Regions from separate parts of the Oryzias latipes genome. Here region 2 is linked to region 1. A link is a contact called in public Hi-C data. All regions are on one chromosome and are shown on one strand. Each heading gives the region's core, a stretch centred on a gene start, on an enhancer-like site or on the middle of the called end of the contact. The rest is flanking DNA. Distances are from core to core; before and after follow the strand shown. Region 1 overlaps robo1 (roundabout homolog 1). Region 2 holds the start of robo1 (roundabout homolog 1).

Evidence for each region. A called contact is a pair of places that touch in the nucleus more often than the background predicts.
Region 2: a Hi-C map of embryo shows a contact between it and region 1, with 1.6 times the contacts expected there. The contact joins the promoter of robo1 here to the enhancer-like site in region 1. A contact is called at or near these places in 3 of 5 Hi-C or Micro-C datasets (embryo, fibroblasts and gastrula embryo).

Annotation. Positions count from the first base shown.
Region 1 is chr13:9,545,640-9,553,458 of ASM223467v1, forward strand. The region is part of intron 2 of robo1 (roundabout homolog 1); the gene reads right to left. Among protein-coding and RNA genes, the nearest start is that of robo1, 36 kb to the right of the region's middle. Within about 2 kb of position 4,807, at least 1 of the 8 cell types and tissues checked has an H3K27ac peak or open chromatin away from gene starts, as enhancers often do. A contact at or near this core is called in embryo, where this site is marked.
Region 2 is chr13:9,580,985-9,588,803 of ASM223467v1, forward strand. It overlaps robo1 (roundabout homolog 1), which reads right to left and starts at 4,198. Exons shown (of 32, transcript XM_023961823.1): 1 at 3,824-4,198.

The DNA.
Region 1 (7,819 bases), core at 3,557-6,056:
CTCTTCTCGCTTGGGGCTCAGCCATAGGTGTCCTTATCCAGAGGCCAGCGTCCTCTCCGCATCCTTGAGCACCGGTGTTGGGCATCCAGCCAGTGACTGATCACCCGTTCATTCCATCTTGTCAGCACTTTCACTCATCCAGCTCGTCATCAATGCTCGGTAGTAATAAAACCAATGTCAACCTGCTCCGTGTGAAGCTCGCACGGAGAGATAAGGCTAAAAAAATCATTTAAAACCGCTTTTGTTTAAAATGATTCCACCATTGTCTACGTACAAACCATCTCCTCAAAAACATTTGTTGTTGACAGCAAATTTGTTTCACTCGATTTCTAAGCTCAATAGAAGTTTTTGTTGCTCTAAAGTCGTGTTTCATGAGCATTTGGTTAACAAGGGTTTGTTTCTGAGCAGAAAGGATTGATAAGGTGAGATTGTTCTTTAGCAACAGGAGTACATTTTGTTAATTAAAGCAGCATGTGGCTGCAGTAAACATTAGGGAAATGGGGCTGTATTACATGGGCATTACCTCAATGGATGATCCATGTCCAGGAAAATCTCTCACAGAGGGGGCTTTACAGCTGGCCCCTTCACATTAAACCAACCAGGAGGGGGAAAAAAAAGGACTAATTTCAGTCATAGAAGAGACTGATGCAAAGACCAGAATCATGTAGAGGAACAAATTTTGGCACAAGATCAAAAAGACAAAAAAAAAAAAATCCAATTTCTTTAACTTGTCCAGATTGTGATAAGCAAAAAAAACTTACATTATTGGAGCAACAAATGCCTTAAAAAATCTAAAATGTTCATGTATTGAGAGATAAGGTAAGCATATTTAGGTTACAAAAACACAACAGAAAATGCCAGCCTGATAACTGCATGATGGATTGAATGGTTCTAGGGATGATCTAATATGGACTTTAAATGCTGGCAAATCTGTTTTAAGAAGTAAAATAGGATTCCTTCCACTCAACAGCTAAAAAAATGAGAATAGCTGTGTCCAAGTATTGTCCAATACAGGGGTCTGCAACCTTTAAAGGGCCTATTGTGCTTTTGTTAAGCCTTTCAGACTAATCTGTATCCATATATATGACTATATATTACCTGTGGCACACTAAAGAAGAGATTGTTTCTTGCTCCTTGTGGGTGCCGTCCATAAGGTGACGTCAACCCAGAGGCGGCCCCGCAATGTGTCTGCCTTTTGCCCACAAAAACAAACAACATATGAACTTTTACAAAGATGGATGTGCAGACCGTTTAACTGCTTTTAGTAGTCCCGGCGTTTGTTCAAAAAAACTTAGCAGCTTGCTCGGAATTTATTAGAGACAGACGTCTATTAGAGCCTGTCATTTAATCAATTACAGACAGAACGGTGATGGCTAATGTGTTCATTTTGTGTTGAAATTCGGTCAAGAAATGCCACAACACAGGAATAACATTGCAGGATTTGATTAGTACATTGTATTACATTAGCTCTGGCTGTGAACATTTCTTTTCTCTTTGAATCGTTCAGTAATCCGTGTTCAAAGCAGTTCTTCTAATTCGTCGTTCGCTTTCTTTATACCTCCACCAGGGAATTGTTTGCTTGTTTCCACAGTCGTCTTCTCAATGTCATTGGCGTACGCGACCGCACGAAGTTGAAGCACTCACCATCACTACACTTGCTTACAACAAAAATACCAGACACCCGGCATCTGCACAACTGTGTACGACTCGGGGGCGGTAAAGAGATCGTAAAGGTCTATAGTAAGGAACACCTGTTGGACCCAATGGCTATTGGAGACGTGACACTGTTGAAAGATATTTGGTATCGCAGATTCAAAATGAATGTGTTTTTTTTGCCAACGTCTACTTTTGACAGCAGCACAAACAAGTGATTTCAAAATAAAATACACTTTGTGCAAACTAGCTTCCTCCTCCTTTTTTTCAGTTATATACTTTGAATGACTGTCTATGAACAGCAAGTAGACACTGTTGGCCAGCAGAAGTGAAACACATGTGCTTCGAAAATTATTCTGATAAAAAAAAAAAAAAAACACGTCTGACAATAAATTAAACCTTTCACCATCAGCTTAGTTATGACGTCTATATTTTGGAGGAGCGGTCAGCAGTTGTTTAAAATTATAAATAAATTATTATTTTTTACTAATATAAGATCAACTTAGTTTAAAGATCTAAACATAAATGTTAAAAAAAAATAAAAAAAACATTTATTCAAATCTGTTGCATATTTCTTCAAAGCCAAAGAGCCACAATGGGTGAATAAAAGAGTCGCATGTGGCTTCAGAGCCTTGGGTTGCAGAGCCCTGGTCTAACATTTATGCGTCTTCACTTTCAATGTTTCACGTTTCTTTACAAAAATGTTCAAATGTCTTATTTTATAGAGTAAGCAGAGAAGCATTATGGATATGGAACGAACAGACAGGTATGGTGTTTCATCTAAGCGTGACTGTGAGTTGTTTCAGACTGGAAGCTAAATTTCTCACATTACCCATGTGGGTGAATCAGTAAGTGTTGTGGGAACAGTGTGATTGTCTTGAAGCTTTTTGACTGCAGAAAAAAGTCATTTACTTAAAATAGCTGCAAACACCTCTTAGCTTCTATCGCATAATGGAATCAAAACTGGAGAATCAATGATTCCATCCATTCCATGTTTTCTTGGACCCACATATATAATTATTTTTAGTGAATTGACTCGTTGACATGAACATGCACCATCATCCAGAGCCTTTTAAACGTCTCTTCTTATTCAGAAATCAGACAATACGACAAAATTAGAAAAGTATCTCTGCAGGAGATTTTTGGGAATAGACTCCCATGTGTTTAAAGAATTGGATGACTGAATGTATTTATTTTTTTTACTTCTGGCTCAAAGATACAAAGTAAAGAATGCAAAGAAGGAAACGAAAACACATGTACCCATGCTGTTTTTCCACGGAGACAACATCTGTCTGGTTCTTTACTGTTGAAGGTTAGGTGGAGTAACTTGTGATTTTTCTTTTTCCTTCTTCATGGTTTTATATGAGCAAAAAATAATTTACCTTGTGTCTGCAAGATGGAGGTTCAAAAATAGTTCATTACAACCCAAGGGCGTTGGTTTAGTTAACAGACTTAAAACGTTTCCTGCAGGGATTTGTTGCAATCTTGTCACAGACAAGATGTCTGATTTACAAAATAGAAAAATAGGACCAGAGAAATAAAAGTGAAAATATTTTAATGGTTTCTGAACTTGCCACGTGCATGCGTGTGCGATAGTAAAAACTTAAGGGCACGTCACAGTCACAATGTACATTTTGCGCATTTTCCACGTATGAAATAAGTCTTTCGTGATATATGAATGATATACATATTCATAAATGTTTCTTGCATTCATCATTTGTCAAAGTGCGCAGGTGTCTGTTGAAGGTTTTGACCGACGGATCTTATTGGTTATGAACTGTTAAAAATTTTGGGTCGTTTGGGAATTACGCAGTTTATGTGTATTTCACATAATTTATACACAATTAATATGTAACTCTTACCTAATTGTGCATGAATTTTGCGAGAATCATACGCAAATTTGTGGTTTCCACGACCATTCCATGTGTATCGACTCTTCACCCATGCACCATCGATGTACAACTTTTGTATCGCGTGTATGGCACACATATAACGATAAAATTACAAAATTAATGCACAAATCACTTGTGAATTGCATATAAAAAGCACAATAATCACGGACAGTTCACGTTCTACGTTTATTTACGTATTCTTTGTGTGGTTTATTTATGCTTTTTCCCTGATTTTAAAGTGGCTCATTTGTAATACATCTGTGAGAATTTCATGCAAGACTTTTCTCACTTTTTTCACGTAAATTCATGTGTGACTAATTTTCATCCATGCAACATGTGCAAAATATACATAGTGGTTGTGTGACCCAGCTTTTAGGATGATGTCTAGCCATGTTATGCCAATTGGTGGGTTTCCTTGGTAACGGAACTGCATATCTAAAGTACCAACTTTTAAAAGTTTTGTTCTCAATTCTTTGCTGATGGAACTCTTTTAATGTTAGATACACAGTTAAAATCAAAAATTGAACGCAATCATGAGTTGATAGTAGAAGTACAGTTTTGTATGAGAACCCTGTGTTCTGGGACAAGTTAAGCTGAATTTTCTAACAAACTTTAACCAGCTTTTATTAGGCGCACATACCTCGAATCCTCTATTTGGTGCTTTTATGGCCTATATTTCATCCTAAAGCTGAGGGTTTTTCACCTATTGTGCTTGTTGCCTTTTCATTTTACCAAATTTATTTTTTATGTGATTTGGAGGTGTTATCAAAATAAAAATAAAAATACCAAAAAGTACAATCATATAATGCAAAACAATTCTGAGAGAGTAAGTTAAGGGATTTTCTTTCAATAACAATTAAAAAGTCATAAGTAATGTATTGAAGTCTGGAAGTAACTTGAATAAAACTATCCATATTGATGTGCAAACTAGGTTTGCTGGAATGATCTATATGGGATTCATCTGTCTTCATTTTTTTCCAACATAAGATATATACTTTCAATCCAATCTTAAATATCTCAGAGGAGGCAATCAAGAAAGGCTTCAACAGGTAGAGCCAACTCCTGAGAGAAACTGTTCTCACTTTGGAAAACTGATGCCAAAAAAAACCCAACACACTTTCCCTCCCCAATGAGTGTGAAAATGCCTTCGCCTCTGTGCCTCAAAGCAGCAGAAGCCAAAGTGACGGAGACAAAAGGTAGCCTGAGTATTAATTCAGCAATCACATCTTCTTTCAGGATCCTTTCACATGCAAAACACCAGACAGCGCATTGGGCAGAAAGGGACGCTAACAATTACTGCCTCACACTGCGCTGCCGTTGGAGAGTCACTCTTCAGGCTGATTGACAAATGAAAGAGCTGAAATAGCCTCCATTTAAAATGGCCACTTGCCAGAATAGAGGGATCATCTTCAATATCTTGTCTCAAATGGGAAAAGGGAAAAGATGAGCGTGCATGGGAAAAAAATAAAAAAGGTTCACAATTCAGTACTTTACAAAAGCTATTTAGGATATATGAACACAATACCCAGCGGTACTGCAGAGGCTTTAAAGCTCAGATTTAAACCGAACATCAAGGCGAAGCAAAAACCTTGTGGTTTTCAATGCGAAACCTTTAGGTGCCCCTAAAGTTTTCGTATTGAGAACTTTTTCCCGGAGTGATCCCTAATGATTATCAGCGCTAACCAGGAGACACATGCAAACTAATTAGCTAAAACCGCCTTTCCATTATGTGGGCAAAAACTTTCCTGCCTGTTTTTGTGTGGGATTTCTAATGATTTTAGAAGTGTTTTTTTAAAGACTCACTTATAGTTGAATTAGTTAAAATATTATTAAGTGTCCTGGATCAGATTTAAAAGAACTTCTGTGACCCTGACCATTTAGATTCAGATCTATCTATATATATACCCAGGCTAGATAAGATACTTCTTTTACATCAAAGTCACTGGTATAATTAAATTTTAAGAAGTAATCTTTGGTCCATACAATATCAATATAATAAACAATTTGTCATGATAAAAATTATGACCAAAACAAAGTGCATCATTCCGTCACTAAAAACACAAAATCATAATTAGGTTTGTATGAACTAGACCACACACTTGTGGCAGGGATGCAATATGATTGCTCCAATTTGCTGTGAAGTACAGGCATTAGACGACAAAACAGACTGTTGTTTGACAATAAAAGTACAGAGATAACCTAAATTCCTGCCAACCCAAATTACAATAAGTTACCATTTTACTTCAAAGAGAAAATAACTGATGAAGGTTTTTAGTAAATGTAGGAATTAGCTGTTAAAATTTAGTTTGAGTTTGGCTTCTGAAAATTAGCTTGGCCCTCGGGACACGACAAAGAACACCAACAGAAAACAGCGGCAAGAAAACCTCCGAAAATCAACAAACCGGAGAATGTAACCAAGCGAAGCAAGTTAAACTACACATTAGCATGCATGGACTTTAGCACATCACAGAAAACACAAAGGCAAGGAGAAACCCATCTTAGCATTGTGCACATTAGATGCAGGTAGCCTGAAAGACACAAAGCCGTGTATATAAATAACATGTGCTTGTATCTGAGGCCACAAACAGCTGCAGGGGGAATGCTGAGTGCTGCTGCACAACACAAACAGGTTCTTTAATGGAGAGAGGGATGTGAGGAGAAATTCATTTGTGGGATGGTACTCTCCCACAGCCCCACAACACACACCCCATGAGAGGTCCGCTTTCACTCGATGGATGGGGATGGATGAGTGCTCCCTGAGTGCTACGGCCACATTGAGGGATGGGTGTAAAGGTGCGGACGTGCTTTTGCTGTGTTTCAATGAAGGTGAATAAACTAGGCTGCACGCACAGCTAATCCTGTTGCACGTGCACAAGTGTACACATCCATACTCACTACCAAATGAAGCTGTTGTCAAAATAAAGGCTTATGATGTGGGAGTTTGACATTTGATGAACAATATCATCCTCCTCTTTGTCTCCTTGAAAGGATAGCTTTAAATATATGTATAAATATGTTAAATATATGAATTTGAGTAGCATAACCTCGCCTTTAAAACTGATATGTTTAATAATCTAAGCATAAGACAAAGCCTCCTTCAAAATTGAAACCTGAAAGGACAAAAAGTAGTAGTTCCTCAAAAGACCACTTTAGGCAACCCCCTAGAGAGAAGCATCTTTCCAGTTTGTAGAGTTGGAGGGAGTTAACTGCTCAGTGTGCCTGTTCCACTGGGTGACACCACAGATAATCTGTTCATTGTATTACACGTCTATGCAAAAGGGCCTATATTTTATTAGCACTAACAGTAGGAACACGTGTAACTAGGCCTCCACCTTTTATAAAACAACCATCCATCTTCTTAACCTGGAGTCTGCAACCTCCAACACTTAAAGAAGGCAACTTACACCCTGGACTCCATTGCAGGGGATCTCAGAGACAAATAATCACACAAACACTTGCATTCCTACTTACCGGACAATTTTAGAATCAACAATTAACCTGTGAAGTGTATTTCTCATCTGTTGGAGGAAGCCAGAGCATGCATGGGCAAAATCTGCAAACTCTGGATTTGAACTAGCGCCTTTATACTGTGAGACAAGAGTGCTAACCACTACACCACATTAGGATTAAATCCTTAAAATGAGCCTACTACACCACGGGCTTGAATTCTAACTTGTGTTTCTTAAGCTCCAGCTAAGCACAAAGAGAATGAGATTGCAAAATCTGAACAGGAAACTATTGATTTTTTTTAACTGCCTAAGATGTTGAGCCAAAACAGCCACTTCATAAAGAGCGTATCAGCTTTTGAACAAATTTTGCAGTCATGCCGTTTCCTTTCTTCCAATTCTTTTTATTATCATTTTTTTTATTTGTAACCTGCAAAGATTCCATTTAAACTTTTTTTCAGTATCTATTTTCAAATTCAGTTTAAATCCACGATGAATGATAGGAGATACATAGTTAAAATTGTCAAATGTAATGTAAACCTGACACCTCAAAATGTGTGAGTTAAAACAGAGGCTATAACTAGAAAACACTGTTGAAAGACATGATAAAAATCATTAAAACAGGCAAGATCTGAAAGAAAATATGGAGAAGTACAACACACAGAGAGGCAAATGACAGTAAAATAATAAAAAAAAAAATAATATTTAGCCAACTAAATTTCCCCCATTAATAGTGGTCCAAGGATGGATTTTTAATGAGGAGATTCTTGTTTTTACCCCGCTGTGCAATTAAATGTTAGTCTGGCTCAAAGGGAAACAAGGGAGAAA
Region 2 (7,819 bases), core at 2,948-5,447, 35 kb after region 1:
AAATTCTTGTTTTTCATAATACATTTTTGTTTTTTAGGGGCTTGCTGTTAAAAAAAAGGATGGATTAGGTGGATTAAATCTGTGGTCTAAGGCTCACAAAAAACAGCTAAAGTGGAGATAATTTCTGAGAAGTCAACCACGTCTCTGATTCCATTTGAAGTGGCATTACTTCATTTAAAGTCAAAACTGTCAAAGTTCACAAAGATCTTAAAAGTAACCAATATCAGTGCTTTGTTGGTGGTAGCCAACATCATGTTTTATGAAGATGAAGAGCAGCCTTGGAAGTCAATTTTAGTCACAGTAATGTTTGTTTTAGCAGTACCATTCTTTCTATATTCCGTGTTGCAAAAGGTTGGGAGTTATAGATTTCGTGAATAAACACAGTTAATAAAGTTTGACGGAGTTATCTGTGACTCTTTTGTCTATCTTAATGCGCCTTACAGTTCGATTCGCCTTATATATGACATTTGTTCCAAAAAGACCATTCACTCCATTACGCCCTCTAGAGAAGGAAAAAAACAGTAAAAAGAGTTGAAGGTGTTTGACCCTCTTAGAATTTAAGATTTATATATTTTTACTCTTTTTTGGATTTTTAAGGTTAGTCACCTCGCTGGAAACATAATTTGCATTGCCATCTTCCAGTCCTCTGAGACTAGAGTTTGATTATAAGATGTGAAGTCCTTTTGCATCCACAGAATGGTAGACAGTTGGTCTCATGCTGAGGAAGCTGGCAGGCCAGGAGCTTATCATCTGGAGCAGCTTACAGCAGGTGGACAACACAAACCTCTGCGCTGGACAACGGTTTATCACTGAGGCTTACTGCCAAAGCAGCAGCAAGCAACAATAAAATGACTTCTATCTTTTTAATATTTGTCACAGTGCTGGTAATCATGATCATGTTTTTGTATGAAATACAACACTGTGTGTCTCTAAAGCAGCACATCCATTTTCCTGAATGGTTCTGTGGGCTGTGCATCAGTTTGGCATCTCAGACAACCGGAATGGTCTTTTTTTTATTTATTGTTATTTATTTCCACTTCAACTCCAACCAAACTCCTCCACCCGATAATGTTATGAAAGGTAAAAATCTGCACCAGTTCTAAATAAAATCAAAGTTTCCTTCCTTTACCTTCTTTCAGTTTAGACACTGTGGCATAATGCCAAATAACAAAGGTAGGGATTCAAGAACCATCTGCAAGCTGCTCTTTGCACAAGCAAAATTCTATTTGGCAGATTTTTTGCTCCTGGGTTCTTAACAAAATCAATCTCAATTGAAGCCGCAGATTGTGTGTTTGATTTACACTGAATCACCTGGAGAGGCAGCCACAGATATTTTAATCCAAGTCTTTGATCGTCATCTATTCTGCTCCATATCTCCCTTTCTCAACAGCACTTATCCTCGTCTGCGCCTCCAATTGTTGTTGTCTGAAGAAGTTTTGTTTAAAAGCTTAGAGGACTATGTTTCACATGTAAAAAAAAGAGGAGTGTGAAATGGAAATTAACTTTATCTGAACATTACTAATAGACTTGCCACCATGGTTGACTGACATGCCATCCAAAGGGCACCATAATGACCCTGTCATGAGGGAATGATGAGACCTGACGACAGCTAGCAGCGCTCGACCTTTTGCATGGGAGGTCAGGTGTCGCAGGGATCAGTATCTTCCTGATGTAGGAGCCGCCGCCTCAGGGCTCAGAGGGAATGAGCCACAGATGACGGGGAACGGGACTTTTTCAATCAAGCAACCTCACACGACAGTGATTTTGTGCATTTTGGCAGCAGGGTGACAAATAAAAACAATAAAATAGAGATCAATTGTAATCAGTCACAAGACATCCAGACATCTTCAGGGCAGATGGAAGATAAAGGAGAGTGACAGAAACTTCTACCATCATTTCTACTTGACATTTCCTTTTTTGTGTGTTTCTTCTGGAAAAAACACATTTTTAATACCTAAAAATGTCTAATATTACAAATACAAGCTAGATTTGTTGTTGATCAATCTAAAAGAAGAAGAATTAGAATAAAAAAGCAGACATTTGTAAGTCTGCAAAGTAATTCCATGGGATTTATAAGTGGAAGCTCGGGTGCCTTTCAAAGAATCTTTATCCACACATTAGTTAGTGTTGTTGATTATGCACACGGGGTATTAATGTCTTATTCATTTTTTCCTGCCTCCCTCATTTCCAAATATCACTAATCCTGTTAGATGAAATCTATTAATGTTCAGCTTTGGCTGCCACACACAAAATTCCAAGTCAGTCGATAAGCCCTAAATTTGCCATGAAAGCATATCTGGACTGCTTCTCTGGATTAGAGAGCTTTATTGTGGCAAACGCAGACGTGTGACCGGAGCTTCACGGTGGGGAAAGTCACACACACTCCAATAACAAAACCAACAATAAGGTGGAGATAAACGCCTGCTTTTCTCGTATCCCTCATTTCTCATTCATTAGCGTTTCGTGTCTGATCTCAGCTGTGAACCTAATTAAGCCTCTTCTAATCCAGTGTGATACTTTAAATTTACAGTTTTGTGACAAGAAAAAAATAACAGTGGAAGGAAAAATAGAAATAATTTTTCTTTGTGATATTTCCCTTTGTTGAATATTTTTGACAAAAAAAGAAACAAATCAATCACCCTAAACAGAATTTTAACTTATACATCCAGGAAAAAGGTCAAAGCCTTTAAAAATTAGTCCACAATGCTGCAAAATCCCTGCCAAACCCTTCATAGAAAACCTAAAGATTCCTTTCTCATCTCTTTAGAACAGCAGCAAACAAATCACAGGGAAACCTTCCTGTGTTCCTTAAAAGTGCATCAGTTTGTAAAGTCCCACTGTCACTTGCTGCAAAGGCTGGTGGGAGACAAGCGCTACCACAAAGAGCTGCTACATCACAGCCCCCGAGCAAGAGTGAGAAAAAATATGGCACAAAAGAAGCAGCTTGGATGACACTGTCTGCAAAGATCCTAAAGGATGCGACGAGCGCCTCACCGGTGTGCGGAACAGCAGATTGATAGTAAAAACTGTCACAGATTCTTCCTTAACACCTTCAAAGGAGGTGGCAGGGATGATAAACCCAATTTGTTTCTGTTGAAACAGCACTATAAGAGTAGAAGAGTGTCACATTTATCATGTAAAGTTCATAACATACCGTGTCTCTAAGGATCAAAGATACAATCACTGTTTTGCTTTGGCACTCTGTGTAGTCTGGGTTATATTTCCCATTCATAAAAATTACCTTTCCAGTACCCTGCCTGCTGAGGTCCTGTTCCCGGTGGGCAAAGACCCCCCAATATTTCCAATGACGACCTTTAAAGGTTTGCTTGTTGCAATCAGAAACAGCCTGGCTGTGTTTTTGCTGTTTCCATCATAAAGTTAAGCCTTTTAAACCCATAAAAATGCAGAATTTGCCCAATTTCTTGTCTGCTATCAGACCATTTGGCCAGATAGGAAACTTTCAGCACCGCAGAGAAAGAACAGCTCCGCCAGAGCACTAAGCAGCCACTCAACAGGCAGCTTTGACAAGTAATACCTGTCAAATCACAGCAACAGCACGCTGACTGTGGAGAGGCTTTACTACAAATGTCTACTTTGAAGGCTCGTCATTATGTAAGATCTCAAACCCTTACATTCATTTGCGTAGAAGCGGTAGGATTTACGCGCAGCCAAACCTCAGCTTAACATCTTACACTACAAGCAATTGCAACGTGTTTTGCATGGCTCACACAGACAATGGACAGCTTTCATGCGCAACGACGCATTATCTCCAGCTGTGCGCATCTATCCATGAAGAACGCTCCTAACGCAAAAGTCAGCTTACCTCTCCAAAATGACGCAAAGGCTGCTGCACGCGCTTCCCACTTAAAAACAGAGGTGATCCATACCGGCGAGTGCGTGAAACTTTTATTTGATGCGCTTCTTGCTGGGAGCGAGATTTGGGGAAAGACTGCAACTACAGGGGTTGTGCGGATTCTCCGAGTTTTACGCACAAAATCATTGTTCGGGCAAATGAAAAGAGTCGTGCCTGAAAACTTATCCTGCATGCAAGAAAAAAAACAATATCCTCAGTAGGGAAAGATGGAGTGTGGAGTGCAGCCGTGAAGAGCCTGGCGCAAGCAGATTTGTCCATGCTGCTCCTGCAGCGAGCAGCCTCGTCAGCCTCTCTGGGTCCTAACGCTGCGCTAAACTAATGACATCTCTACCAGTCCAGAGCCTGCCGAGACTGACGAGGATCCACATAAAAGCAATGCTTTGGAGAACATGAGGGTCCTCCTCTGGACTACATAATCTGAACACTCAAAAATATTTAAGTTCATTTGTATGCAAAAACATTTGGAATTGTTTTTTGGTTTCCTTATTTTATGGTTTCAGGACCTTTAACAGAGAATCAAATTTCTAGAACATAGTTTATAGAATTCAGAATGAGAATTCAAAACCGACTGATAAAGATGGCAAAAATGTATTAATGCTTTACAGTATATATTTGAACAAAATCCCATGCAAATTTTTTGTGCTATTTTTTTAAGATCACATAATTGATCACTGTTTCAATTTGCAGGCTATCTAGGTTTCCCATTTTTATTTCCACCCAGTATCAATTTAAGCTGCTTTTTCTGTGGATCTAAAAAGTTGTAAAGAAATGTACCCATCATCAAGAAGAGAAGAATGGATTACCTTAATCATTATTGATCACCCATACTCAACTTGTGGAGACATAAGAGCTAAACTGTTTTGTACTTCGTCCCTTTGACCACAGAAATTGAATCAACATGCAAGTATTTGATATATACTCTCACACCAAAAAAAAAAAAAAAAGAAAAGTACACGAAATTACACAGAGGACCATTACTTGCAGTTACAATCAACTTCCACAAAACAACAAACCAATCTTTCAAAAAGCACTTTAATAATCATGTTCTTTAGTGGTTTGGAAAACAGTACAGCAGTCACTGCAGGATATCTGCTCTGCCGATGATTGTTCCTGTGGTAAATATGTCCCCATTACACTTTAGAATCAGTGTTCTTTTTTTAAGTTCCTCAACTCAAAGTGCATCCAAATGGTCTTTTGCACAAATAGACTTGGTAAAAAACAAACAAACTGTTTTAATATTTCACTTAACTAAAACCTGAAAAGAATCAAATCTAGATTTTGAAATTTCAAAGCAAAGCCTTTAACTAAATAGATATATTATTGATAATCTGAGGCACTGGCGAGTTCTCATTAGTGATGCAAAAAAAAAAAGTCTACTCCTGCATGTTTTAATCATTTAGAGAATGCGGCATTTAGAAAGTTTTGCATACAGCATTATTAAAAACGCATCCAAACTTGCAATATATTTGCATGTAATTTGCTGTGTTTAAAGCTGAAGTTTCTTTCTACCCGTCTGTAAAAGGAAAATCTTGCAAGGACAAAAGATTCTATTTGGCCTCAAAATTGAATTTCTATATTAATGCATTTATGTATTCCATCATCCTCTGGAATCAGCACATCAATTCATACATTATGCTCCCCGTTGCTTTTTCTTCCTATTTGGCTATTCACTTGGCAAACCCTTTTGTTCGCCAGTATTTGTTTATTTTTCTATTTTGAAAATCTGTACTTATATAGGGGTAAATGTGAACGCAAGCTACTTCCCTGTCAATCAAGGCAGAGGCTGGCTTTTTGAAATGGAAAGAACAAACATTCTGACTCTTATTTTTCCTGCATCCTTAAGAACTGCATGATTTGCTAAAAAGAGAGGTCATACCAAACAGAGAAGATGGACAAAGATCAGTTTTCAATCAGTTGACATACTCCTGATTCCATGCAGGAATGAGCTCCGACTCTCAACTTTTGATGCAACAAGATCAAATGTTTGTCACTAAACTGTTCCAAATATGATTAACAATAAATTCTACTGTTTAGTTGCTTGTTTGACACAAATTAGGTTTAAATATCTGTCTTGGGTTGATTATTGTCAGGACCCTGTGAAGGAGGTTAACATGACAAACAGCCTTTGATATCAAAGTAGAGAGTTGAACAATAGTGTTCTAAAGTGGTGTATCACCATTATCTTATCAACAAAAAACTTTCACACCCAAATAGTAAAGAGTCGAGGGGTAGCCATTCATGTTAACGATTCTATTTGTGGTTGATGATCCCATTTATAGTCGATATTAGTTCATTTTGAACAATCTAATTGACTGATCTAAAATCGATACAGGACATCTTTAGCAAAAAAAAAAAACAACCAGTGTCACTCAGAAATGAACAGTGCAGGGGAAGTTTTCCAGATTCCTTGTTTTTCTTGCAAAACAATCCAGTGTTAATTGAATTTATGGACAAACAAACAAGAATTAATAGCAAATTCATTCACACATTATTTTCATAAAATTGTTTTTCCATACAAAAAAAAAACACAATCAGAACATTATTAGAATATTCTACCCCACTGTTTGGCCACGTCTTTGCAAAATTCAAATTCTACAATGTCTCCTACAGTGTCTCTACACATTGGACTGCAATGATGAAAAATCATTTTTGCTGGCATCACATATGTGTTGTCCACTGTGATCACACTAACGTTATAGTAAAATCCAAATAGTATGTTTCAATAGGAATATAAAATATTTTTATTCATTTTGAAATTATTTCATAATGGGATAGATTGATATTCGGCTACCAACTTGCTTTCAACAGATCAGTCCGGTTGGGTCATAGGAATATCAATTGAATCATAGATTAAGCTAATTAGTCGTTACACACCTGATTAATATGCATTGACCTAATTTGAATTAAAAGAATTCTGAATGGTGGTGCTCAAAACAATAGAAAATCACTTTACTTACATGGTGCTTGGTGGAAAGTAGGTCTAAATATACGCAAGAATTACTTGCAAATAAACAGATGCCCTATTTTCTTTTCTTCAGGTGGACCAAAGTTAAAGTGGTCCTTATCTGAACTCACCGAAATGACCTGGAAGACTTTGTGAAATGAGATGGGAGCATTCTATCATGTCCGTCGCCATAAAAACTCAGTTGTGTAAGAAAAAGTTATGAAGCCATGAAATTTTACAACTCAAAAGTTGATTATTTTGAAAGTAAGAAATATGCCACTTTATTTCATGCGTGTCAGGATGTGACGTTCAGAGCTAACTACATCCATCCATCCATTTTCCAAACCCACTTAATCCCTTTTGGTGTCACGGGTCGCCAGTCTGTCGCAGGGCTACACACATGCACATCCTCACCTACAGACAATTTAGAATCACCAATTAAGCTAGGAAGCATGTTTTTGGACTGTGGGAGAAAGCTTGAGTGCCCAGAGATATCCCACACAAACACCAGAAGAACATGCAAACCCCATAAAGGAAGGAACCAGCTGGGATTGGAATCTTCTCACTGTATGGCAATATTGATAACAAGCCACACCAAGGTAACGACAATCAATCCTAATTTATATTCATTTGTGTTTGAACAAACTAGAAAACTCAGCTGATGCAGCCAAGCTTGGTATGCAGGACAGGAATGTCTATTTGCAGTGATTAATCTTATAAAAAGGAAAAAGAAATGAAAAAAAAAAAACAAGAAATGAAACACAATGAGGGTACACATTAATTTTAAATAAGAAAAATAACATTCCTTAATGTTTTATTCATTATTTGTTGAAGCACACGGGTGTTATTTCAGAGGAAAGCCAGACATGATTTGACTATTTACACTGCATAAATATTAAAACCTTACAGATTAAATCCCTCACCATCTTTGCCTGATATTTGTCCATGAGACAGACAAAAATACGCTGATAGTGTGATACCTTCAGCAAACTGCTGTAACG